Linked DNA regions of Mus musculus: regions 1 and 3 are each linked to region 2. Evidence: chromatin contacts called from public capture Hi-C and promoter capture Hi-C data. All regions are on one chromosome and are shown on one strand. The core of a region is the stretch at or near the end of the contact, and the rest is flanking DNA. Distances in the headings are between cores, read along the strand shown. Region 1 overlaps Syap1 (synapse associated protein 1). Region 2 holds the start of Car5b (carbonic anhydrase 5b, mitochondrial). Region 3 holds the start of Syap1 (synapse associated protein 1).

The links. Promoter capture Hi-C pulls out the DNA fragments that hold promoters and counts their contacts. Capture Hi-C pulls out chosen DNA fragments and counts their contacts.
Region 1: a promoter capture Hi-C map of pre-B cells shows a contact between it and region 2, with 7 times the contacts expected there. The contact joins the enhancer-like site here to the promoter of Car5b in region 2. A contact is called at or near these places in 6 of 39 promoter capture datasets (the 3T3-L1 cell line, cranial neural crest, embryonic stem cells and 3 more).
Region 3: a contact with region 2 is called in a capture Hi-C map of embryonic stem cells, with 5 times the contacts expected there. The contact joins the promoter of Syap1 here to the promoter of Car5b in region 2. A contact is called at or near these places in 9 of 39 promoter capture datasets (3T3-L1-derived adipocytes, the SN4741 cell line, cranial neural crest and 5 more) and 1 of 9 other capture datasets (embryonic stem cells).

What each region holds. Positions count from the first base shown.
Region 1 is chrX:162,867,156-162,870,637 of GRCm38.p6, reverse strand. The region is part of intron 5 of Syap1 (synapse associated protein 1); the gene reads left to right. Among named protein-coding and RNA genes, the nearest start is that of Mir3473a, 6.1 kb to the left of the region's middle. Within about 2 kb of position 2,132, at least 38 of the 459 cell types and tissues checked have an H3K27ac peak or open chromatin away from gene starts, as enhancers often do.
Region 2 is chrX:164,026,516-164,029,956 of GRCm38.p6, reverse strand. It overlaps Car5b (carbonic anhydrase 5b, mitochondrial), which reads left to right and starts at 1,947. Exons shown (of 8, transcript NM_181315.4): 1 at 1,947-2,022.
Region 3 is chrX:162,886,845-162,890,594 of GRCm38.p6, reverse strand. Syap1 (synapse associated protein 1) reads left to right here and starts at 2,133. Exons shown (of 9, transcript NM_025932.2): 1 at 2,133-2,526. The coding sequence starts at 2,310.

The DNA of each region.
Region 1 (3,482 bases), core at 883-3,382, 1.2 Mb after region 2:
TTCTGTGATTTCTGGGCTGTTTTCAGAGGGATCATACATTAGCTTATGTTCATTATTTAATGTTTAGCTAACCACATAGGGGTTTTGGCACGTATTTCCTAGTCCTTGGGACCCTATGGCAGCTCGGGTCTGTTGTCTTTATGAGAATACTTCCTTAGCAAAGTTATTCTAGCCTCAGGAAGCCAGTGATATAGAACCTTTTCTTTGTGTTTTCCTCTATAGTGAAACTCTTCTCTCTATAACTATCAGTATACTGGTGGTAAATTAAGTTTTATTGTCACTTGGCAAATTTTGTTGAGCTAGATTGGCCTCAAATGCTGTATGTAGTTGAAGATGACCATGAAGTTCTGATCATCCTACCTTCACCTCCCAAGAGCTTGGTTTACAGGCACATAACCACTAGAGACAGTCTCTTAGCAAGTTGCCCTGGCTTGCCTGAGACTCACTATGTTATTTATTGACCAGTCTAGCAGCCTTAATTTTTTAGGGATCTTCCTGCTTCTGCCTTCCATGTGCTAGCTGCTGAGATTGGAGACATGAGTCATGACAACCAGCCTTTAGACTATGGCTAACATAGCTATTTATAATTAAGGATACAAAGAAATGTGCTGCCAGGCAGAGGCAGGCAGATTTCTGAGTTCAAGGCCAGCCTGGTCTACAGAGTGAGTTCTAGAACAGCTAAGGCTACACAAAGAAACCCTGTCTCGAAAAACAAAAACAAACAAACAAAAAAAAAGAAATGTTCTATCTACTCCTCTGCTGCATATGCTTACAAAACCCTAAGAATTGACTTTTTTATATATTGTTTCAAACAATGCAGGGATGAATAAAACACATATTCTGTCCTGACAGATGGTACCAATTATAATTTCTAACTGGGCATGGTTGTGTACCCTGATCCCAGTATTCAGGAGGCTTAGGATACAGTCGAAAGCCAGCCAGGGAGAGAAAGTGTAAAAGTGTGTGTGTGTGTGTGTGTGTGTTTTCATTGAGGAAACCCTATATAAAAAAGTCTACCTTGAAAGACTGGAGAGAGCGGGGCATGGTGGCACACGCCTTTAATCCCAGCACTTGGGAGGCAGAGGCAGGTTGATTTCTGAGTTCGAGGCCAGCCTAGTCTACAAGATGAGTTCCAGGACAGCCAGGGCTACACAGAGAAACCCTGTCTTGAAAAACCAAAAAAAAGAAAGACTGGAGAGATGACTCAATGGATAAGAGCACTGGCTGCTCTTCCAGGGGACCCAGGTTTGTTTCCCAGTGCCTTACATAGTGACCCACAACCCTCTGTAACTCTAATTTCCAGGGGATCTGATGCTCTTTATGACCTCTGTGGGCACAGGCATTCATGTGCTGCACATAATACATACATGTAGGCAAAATACCCATACACATAAAATATTTTTTAAAAAAATCTACCTCGACCTGGTGCGATGATTCAGTGGCTTAAGGCACTTGCTGCCAAGATTGAGGGCCTGAGTTAAGCCCTTGGGGTTGCATGGTGAAAGAAAACTATGAGACTTGGGAGAACTAAAATTGGCCCTGCTTACCTTTCCCAATGTCTTAAGCCATAATGTGAGAGCCAGGTAAAAGGGGAGTTGCAGCTGAGTGTTTAGGAGCCTGAGGCAAGAAGACTGCTATCGTGTTTGAGGCCAGTTGGGGCCTCATAGTAAGTTCCAGACAAAGCTTGTGTTACAGACTAAAGAAATATTGAAGTTGTGAAGAACTGGGCTGCATATGTATCTTCAAGGCCACTTTTAATTCTGAGCTCTGTGAAATCATCCCACATGAGCTAACCTTGGGTTGTATCAATGTCTCTGTAGTGACTCATGGGCTCTGTTTGCTCTTTTCATGAACAAAACATTTGGGCTGTTTTCTTTGCCAGATTCCCTCCCCCCTGATGGAGAGAGGCAGGCATGTTGCAGAAAACTTCTGCATCGCCCTCTAGGAAAGACTCACTCCAGATGTCATTGTAAAGTTCTAAAAGGTCCTCTGACAACCCTATTGGGCACAGCTGTAGCTCCCAGACTGCTTTTTCTGCTTTTGTGGCAGATCCTACTGCTGAGGCATTAGGAGCCTGTGGCTAGCCCCTGTGAGAAACACTCAGCCTTTGGCTGGAAAACAGGTGGTTTCTCTCCTGCTATCAGAGGACCTCAGGGTGTGTCTGTGATGCAGCCACAGTGCACTGGCTGGGTTCAGACTACCGCAGGGAAGTGCTAACATACTCGTGTGCATTTTGAAATATAGGCCCAATTCTTCATTTTCTAAATGAAGTGACTGTTTTTCTTCAGAAAGAGTATCCCAGATGATCAGTGTGACACCCAGAGAAGAAAAGTCTAGAAGTCCTATATTTGTTTATAATGGCCTGTTTTTGCTTTTATGTTGAGGGTGTCTCTTGCTTTTTTTTCTCTCTTCTTGTGCCTTTGAGGTTTCATGGTTGTGGTGGTTTGGGTTTTCTGTGGTCGGTTGGCAGTAAGGTCTCACATACCCAGTGTTGTTGTTCTGAAATGCTATATATAATGGAGGAGAACCTTGAAATTGTGATTCTCCTGCCTCCACCCTGGAGTTCTAGCATTATAGATTTAGGGCATTATACCCAGTTTACATGATGCTGGAGTTAGAAACCAGAGTTTTGTGTGTGCCAGGGTAAGCAAGTAGTCTAGAGGCTTTGCTCTGTCTGCAGATGTTTACGCTTTCTGATTTGGGTTAGGTTTGTCTTCCAAACTAGAGATTATAATTGGAGAAAACAGTCGTCAATTTTTTTCTTTTGGTTTTTTGTTTGTTTGTTTGTTTTTTGGCTTTTTTTGAGACAGGGTTTCTCTGTGTAGCCCTGGCTGTCCTGGAACTCACTCTATAGACCAGGCTGGCCTCGAACTCAGAAGAAATCCGCCTGCCTCTGCCTCCCAAGTGCTGGGACTAAAGGTGTGCGCCACCACGTCCGGCATCAATTCTTTTAATTAGTATTTTGAAACAATGAAAAGTTAGAAAGATTTGAAGTGCAATACAAAGACCATTTGTAACCCAAATTTATTTGTGTTTGCATGCACACACAATTTGTGTGTGTATATTCGTACTGTACTTCCGTCTTTACATGGGTCCTGGGATCAAACTCAAAGTTTGTATGGCAAGTACCCTTCCTTACCTGAAGGGGGAGTCCAGGAGACGGCGTCAGATCCTTGGGACCTAGAATTACAGGTCTACCCAGTGTGGGTGCTAAGAACCAAACTCAAGCAGCAGTGGTCTTGACCACTGACCCATCTGTCTAGCCTCCTGTTGTTGTTCTTATTGATGCTTTTCTACTAGTTTTGAGACAGTCTCCTATGTAATCCAGGCTGGACTTGAACTCAGGATCCTTCTGCCTCAGCCTCCCAGAGAACATTTTTTGATTTCTCAAGTGAAGACGTTTGTTTTCACCTGATGTCTCATGATCTTAGATTCTTTTTTTGTGGGGAAGGAGTACTGGAGATGGAATCCAAAGCTTTGCA
Region 2 (3,441 bases), core at 698-3,197:
GCTTGTACTGTGAACAGAAAGTGATAGATGTTCAGTTTTGTTATGTATTGCTCTATTTGTAGCCAAAGTTGCTTTAAAAACTAATTATCATTAGCAGTAGGCTATAGATGTGATGTTTTTTGTTTTGTTTTGTTTTGTTTTAAGATAAACTAGTTTGTCTCTTGTTCGAGATACCTGAAAGCTTTTTTAAAGAAATGTATTTTCAGTGGCTGGAGAGATGGCTCAGAGGTTAAGGTCACTCTCTGGTCTTGCAGAAAACCAGGGTTTGGTTCCAGCACCCACATGGCAGCTCATAACCATCCATACTTCCAGTTCTAGGGGCTCCAACACTGTCTTCTGACCTCCATGGGTACCAGGCATACATATGGGGTGTGTGTGTGTGTGTGTGTATTTACATATATATATATATATATACATATATATATATATATTTACAAAACACTCAAGCACACAAAAAATTTTTTAATCTGAAAAAAAATATTTTAAGGAAAGAAGTGCATGTTCATGGCATCGAGGAGGAGAAGGAACTGTGACTATTAAATGCTCTTCACCTACCAACTCCTTGCTACATCTTCCCTTTTGACTTTTTTGGGGGGGAGGGGTTGTCACATCCCAACCTGAGTTGGGGCAACATCCAACCATCAGCACCTTGAGGTTTGTCTTGTTTGCCAGAGGAGTATCTACACCGTAAATGTGATTTGAATGAATGAGTCAGGGACTTAAGTACAAGGGCAGCAAGCTGGTTGTAACTTCTCCACATTTTTTGGGGTGGGGAGACTTGAAGGAGGAAGGATAACTGAATATATACTCTCAGAGCACTGAGTCACAACCAGAGTTTCAGTTAGTTTAGTGTCAAAACAATCAGTCTCAATATAGCAAGATGGTGCTGGTCACCTAAGAAAAATCATCTGTAAGAGACTACAGGAAAGACTGGAGACTGTTTGATGCCTCTGCCTCTGCCTCTGCCTCTGCCTCTGCCTCTGCCTCTGCCTCTGCCTCTGCCTCTGCCTCTGCCTCTGCCTCTGCCTCTGCCTCTGCCTCTGCCTCTGCCTCTGCCTCTGCCTCTGCCTCTGCCTCTGCCTCTGCCTCTGCCTCTGCCTCTGCCTCTGCCTCTGCCTTGCATTTAAAGTCAGATAAGGCCGGCGGGCTAGAACACAATGTCACAGTCCTGCTTTTCTTTTAATTACCTTTTTGTATTTTATTTTTATTTTTTTATGTTGATTGGTGTTTTGTCTGCATGTATGTCTATATGAGGGTGTCAGAAGGCCTTGAATTGGAGCTAGTTAGACAGGTATGAGCTGCCATGTGGTTGCTGGGAGTTAAATCCAGGTCCTCTGGAAGAATAGTCAGTGTTCTTATCCACTGAGCCATCTCTCCAGCCCCAGTCCAGTTTTAGAAGGATTTACAAACTGGCTGGAAGGACCATGAACCCACAGTTCAAGTTCAAAGGATGTTTAGAAACTTGGGTAAATTGAGCTGAATGGTAATGGGAAAAAATGTATCCAGCATTTCTTTCGCTGGGGGTCACCTGGCCCTAGCTTGTCAAAATCATGATATTCTGAGATGGATGAAACTTAAGGAAAGACACTTTTTAGACCAGGCTTTTAGGCCAGCAGTCAGATTTTATCCAAGAATTGTTACTTTTATCCCAGAAACGTTGCCTGTGGCAAGCAGAGAAGGGAGCAGGGTTGACCGGGTTAGGAGGTTCTCCTCCTCCCCCCCCCCCCCATCCCGTTCTGAAGGAACTCAGAGGCGTGGCTCGGGCTGAGGGGCGTGGCTTAAGTTAGAAGTGGTCTGTTAGGCCAGAGAGCAGAGGCACGCCAGGTCTAAATGGGGCGGGATTAGGGCGGTCCCAATGGCTCTAGCAGTGCTTGAAGAGCTGGGGGCGTGGCTTCTGGGAGGCGTGGCACGGGCGCCAAGGGGCGAGGCCTTGATGGACAGTAGCCAGTAGCTGGTCCTGGGAAGCTAACTTGCCAGTGGCACTTGTTAAGTGCTGTTGGAGAAACGGAGAAAAACGTCCAGGTAAGGATGGGCAGCCGAGCGGAGTGGGAACCTCAGGGAGGTTGGAAAGATCCAGAGAGGACCGCAACTCTTCTCCGAACCCTCCACCCCACAGATCCGGCAGTGACAGCTGTTGGTTCTGCCAGTCTTGCCTCAGTTCCAGCGGGCCTGACTAGGCTTGGTCCTCTCTGCCCTAGCCCCCTTTCTCTACTATTCAGAGTCCCCAGAATCCTTCACATTTTTTTTCACTTGAGAGAATTGGGGGGTGGGGGTGGGGGCGCATGGGAGGAGCAGTCCCTTGTGAGGGCATGTTGCCTGAGTTGGTTGAATCTAAGTTAAAAAAAAAGTTCAGCCTGTTTAAAAAAAAACAAAATAAAACAAAAAAACAGCTGGAGACATGGGTAAAAGCTACCAGTTCTGAGACTGCGTAGAAACTGAGGCACAGTTAAGACTCTCCCTCTGGTGTTTCTTCTTCATCCCCACCCCCACTTAGCCTGGAGCTGGGGACAGGCTCACAGCCATCCCCAGGCTGTGGAGCACTGTCACAGCACTGTTTGCAGAAATCAGAAACGTTTTCACTTTGGCCTTAACTTTTTTTGTGCCCCGCCCTAGACCTAGAGGAGAGGTACCTCCAAAATATAGAATGGTTGGTGGCTGTTCTAGTTTGCGTGCGACATTCTTTGTTAAGTATTTCTGACCCCGGGGCTGGTTGGCAACCTTTTGATATTAATTTCAGTGCCCTCCCTTTTTATGTTTGAGAAACATTGGGCACTAATGGGCACACCTTGGTTCCGGACAACTTGTGCCTTCTCAGCCATTGAAAAACCACTTTGCCTTCCACTTCCTGGTCTCCTTTGTTGGTAATCTGGTATCTTTACATGCTGCTGTTTAAAGACCTAGCTAGATTAGGAACAGAACAGAAGTAAGCTCCATTTTTTTTTCTTGTGAGAGAAACTGCCATGGATCCCTGAGCAGTCCCCGCACATTGCCCTGAGTAGCTGATGTTCACAGGTATGTTGGATGCAGAAAACCTTTCTTATTCTTAGGAGTTTCATCCTTAATTCACAACCTTTAAAATTAGGCTGGAAGGCCTTGAAAGGCCAAGGAGTAAGGGTACCACTCTCAGATGGGAGTCATGCTCCCAGGGAAGAAGTGGGTGAGAGGAGGAAGCTGAGCTTTCTCCATCAAGATTTGGCAAGATAATCTCTAATTCAGATTTGAGGAGTTGCAAAAGGCCTGCTTCCTTTTGAAATCAGGAGTCAATCTGATGAGAAACACACAGTTTCTTTCCATGTGATTGTAACCTTTATTCAGAGTACATTTTCTTTCTGCTGTCTGTTTTGCACAGAGAAAGTTTAATCAGGCAGAGTTCACACAACCTATCACAGTAAATTCCCAATTCATCAATGATTCTTTAGTAGCTTTTCACACTTCTTTCTC
Region 3 (3,750 bases), core at 884-3,383, 1.1 Mb after region 2:
AAATGCACAGTTGTGGACTGTGAGTATGTAGCTCCATCGGTATAGTATAGACCTAGCATAGAGAAGGCAGCGAGTTTGATTCCCAGAATCAGATAAGAAAGGCTTGGTGAGTGTGGTAGAGAATCCAAGACAAGGCCAGCCTGATTACTTGAGACCCTATATTTAAAAGAAAAAAAGAAAAACCCTCACTGTGTAACCCTAGCTGTACTATATAGGTGAGGCTGGCCTTGAACTCAGATCTGACTGCCTCTGCCACCCAAGTGTTGGGATTAAAAGTGTGTGCCACTGTGCTAGGCTTTGAGACCCTGTCTTTAAATGAGTATTCGAGGGTTTTCTTATTTTAATCTTTTTTAAGATTTATTTATTTATTTATTTATTTATTATATGTAAGTATACTTCAGCTATCTTCAAACATACCAGAAGAGGGCATCTGATCTCATTACAGATGGTTGTGAGCCACAATGTGGTTGCTGGGATTTGAACTCAGGACCTTTGGAACAGCAGTCAGTGCTCTTAACCGCTGAGCCATCTCTCCAGCCCTATTTTAATCTTTATTATGCTTTATTTAGTGTGTGGGGTTTGGGGAGAACACAATGCACACTGATACAGACAAGAGAACAAGTTTCAGGAGTGGGCTATTTTCTTCTGCCATGTGGAGATCAGGGCTGAGCACGTAAACTACCAGGGTTTTAAATTCTAAGTGCCACTCATTTGGTTGTTTGGGAAAGGGTCTCATGTAGCTCTGGCTTGTGTTGAACTCAAGATCCTCCTGCCTCAGCTTCCTGAATGCTGAGAATACAAGCATGTATCACCCCATTCAGCCAGGTCTATTCCATATGTGTGCGCATGATTTGCTGTGTTGGGCATGTGTTTTAGCAGTCTACCACTGACTGAGCTTCAGTCCCAGTAAGTTCTCTAAGCTATTGTGTGAAATACTTTAAATTTTATTTATGGTATAGGTAGTCACAGAGCCTGTGTAGAGATCAGAGGACAGAGAACCTGCAAGGGTCAGTTTTATCAGATAGGTACCAGGAATCAAACTCAGGTTGCCAAACTTGGTGGCAAGTACCTTTACCTGCTAATCCATTTTACCTACCCACTGTAAACCAATTTTTAATCTATAAGTACCCCACCCCAACTTCTTCCTTACAATTAATTTCCTTTCTTTCTTTCTTTCTTTTTTTTTTTTTTTTTTTTTTGGTATTTTGAGACAGGGTTTTTCTGGCTGTCCTGGAACTCACTTTGTGGACCAGGCTGGCCTCGAACTCAGAAATCCTCCTGCCTCTGCCTCCCGAGGGCTGGGATTAAAGGCATGTGCCACCACGCTCAGCTGATTTCCTTCCTTTTTTCCTTTAGGTTTTTTTTTTTTTTTAATGTTCTGCTCTTGACACAAGAACTTAGGTAGCCCAGGCTGGCCTAAATCACTATGCATTACTCCCAGCTTTGGGTTAAACTCAGGAGGAGGCTTGAGGCCTCCTTTTCCAAGGGTGGGGGTGTAACCCGGTCCAGCTGGCCCTAAAAAAGGAGGCTGTCATCTCGAGGTAATCACAAAGTGAGACCAGGTAGGAGAGCCCCCAAAGATGCCAACCACACACCTATAAAGCTGGGGAAAATAAGCCGGGCGTGGTGGCGCACGCCTTTAATCCCAGCACTTGGGAGGCAGAGGCAGGCGGATTTCTGAGTTCGAGGACAGCCTGGTCTACAAAGTGAGTTCCAGGACAGCCAGGGCTACACAGAGAAACCCTGTCTTGAAAAAGCCAAAAACAAAACAAAACAAACAAACAAACAAAAAACAAAGCTGGGGAAAATAGAAAAGTGGGTAGAGAGCAAGAAGAGCTCAGCGGAGAAAACCCTTTTGGCCCTTAGCCTCTTTTCCAAAAGCAGGGGGAGGCGGGGAGGCGGGGAGGCGGGGAGGCGGGGAGGCGGGGAGGCGGGGAGGCGGGGAGGCGGGGAGGCGGGGAGGCGGGGAGGCGGGGAGGCGGGGAGGCGGGGAGGCGGGGAGGCGGGGAGGCGGGGAGGCGGGGAGGCGGGGAGGCGGGGAGGCGGGGAGGCGGGGAGGCGGGGAGGCGGGGAGGCGGGGAGGCGGGGAGGCGGGGAGTCGATGCAGAGGGGGCGGAGCCTTAGCCGGACATGACGCATGCGCGGCCAGCTGAGCCGCCGTCAGAGAGGGTGGGCCAAGCTTCGGGAGGTCTCCGGTTCCGGTCAGTCTCCCTCGAAGACCAGCGGAGTCGGATCAGCCAGTGGTTAAGGGTGCCAGGGCTCTTGGGCGAGGGGACCGCGGCAGAGGCGGCGGTGACCCCGCGGGCGGGATGTTCGGAGGGTTGAGCAGTTGGCTGGGCTTGAAGCCGCCCGAGGGGGCGGCGGCGGAGGGAGAAGAGCCTCCCAGCCGGGACGGGGACAAGCTGTCCGCGGGAGCCGCGCCTTCTGAGGAGAGCCCCGAGCGGCCCGTGGAGCCCACTGAGGAGCAGCAGCAGCAGCCGCCGACGGAGGACCCACAGTTCCTCCACCAGGCCAAAGGCCTTGGCAGTGAGTTCTCTCTGGGACCTGAGAGTGGACTGGGAGGGGACGCGGGGATGTTGATGTACGAGGAGGGGGACGGTCCTCTCTGACATGGGCTAGTTGGCTAAGGAGCTGGACAACGCCAAAGTTCACCAAGCAGTCACTTCATCTCCTCGACGTGCCTAAGGACTTGTCGCTTTCCTGCAAAGTTTGTAAACTTGGGAAGCCGGAAAGCGATCAGTGTGCTGCTGTCTTCAGGGTTTTGACAAGGAATTCGGTTTGTTCAACTTGAAAACGTTCATTTGAATCTCCAACTCTGACTCCCAGCTAGAATTGGTTTAGAAAAATGCCTTTTGTCCCAAGAAAGGACTGAAAGGTATTGTCTAAAGTAACTTCGTTAAGTTACTCGAGCCGTGGTGGTGGCTCACGCCTTTAATCCCAGTACTCAGGAGACAGAGGCAGGCAGATTTCTGAGTTCGAGGCCAGCCTGGTCTACAGAGTGAGTTCCAGGACAGCCAGGGCTATACAGAGAAACCCTGTCCAAAAAAAAAGTTACTCGAGCCATAGTCATTCATGCCTTCTTTTGATTTTTTTGAAGCAGGGTCTCAATCAGCCCTAGATGGTTTCGAACTTGCCATAAAGTCAAGGATGACCTTGATCCTCTCACCTCTGCTTCCCTGTCGCTTCGCGATCAGTATTTTTTTTTCTTTTCCCCTTTCAGCAGGACCTTTTTCCCTTAAGGTGGGAAAGAAGGTGCCAATTGTCTGCTATACTCAAGTTCCAGTGCTAGATCTTTGGTGAATAATAAATCCCTCATTTCATCTATTCACAATCCCCAAGGGGTTGGGGAAACAAGTCCAGCGTTTTACTGATAGTAGTACAAGTAGATTTTGAGCCAAAAATCTACCTGATTTCACTTTCCAATTTTATTATCCAGTTGAACAAACAGTAGTTCTTAAGAATATAAATACCTGCTGTATTAATTCTCGAGAGACTTTGGCAGGCTTACATAGTTAAAGAATGTGATTTGGGGGGAGGTGGGCCCTAAGCAGAAGTAAACATAAGAGAATTGCAACAAAAATATCTACTAAATTTTGTGAGGCTTTTTGTTCTTTTTGAGATAGCCAAAGCTGGCTTCAAATTCATATGGCCAAGGCTGGCCTTGAACCCAGCCCTCCTTCCTCTCTCCCGATTACTGGAGCTCACCACCACACAGCCACGAAATTTTGAAAGTTTTAAGGACTTATCAAG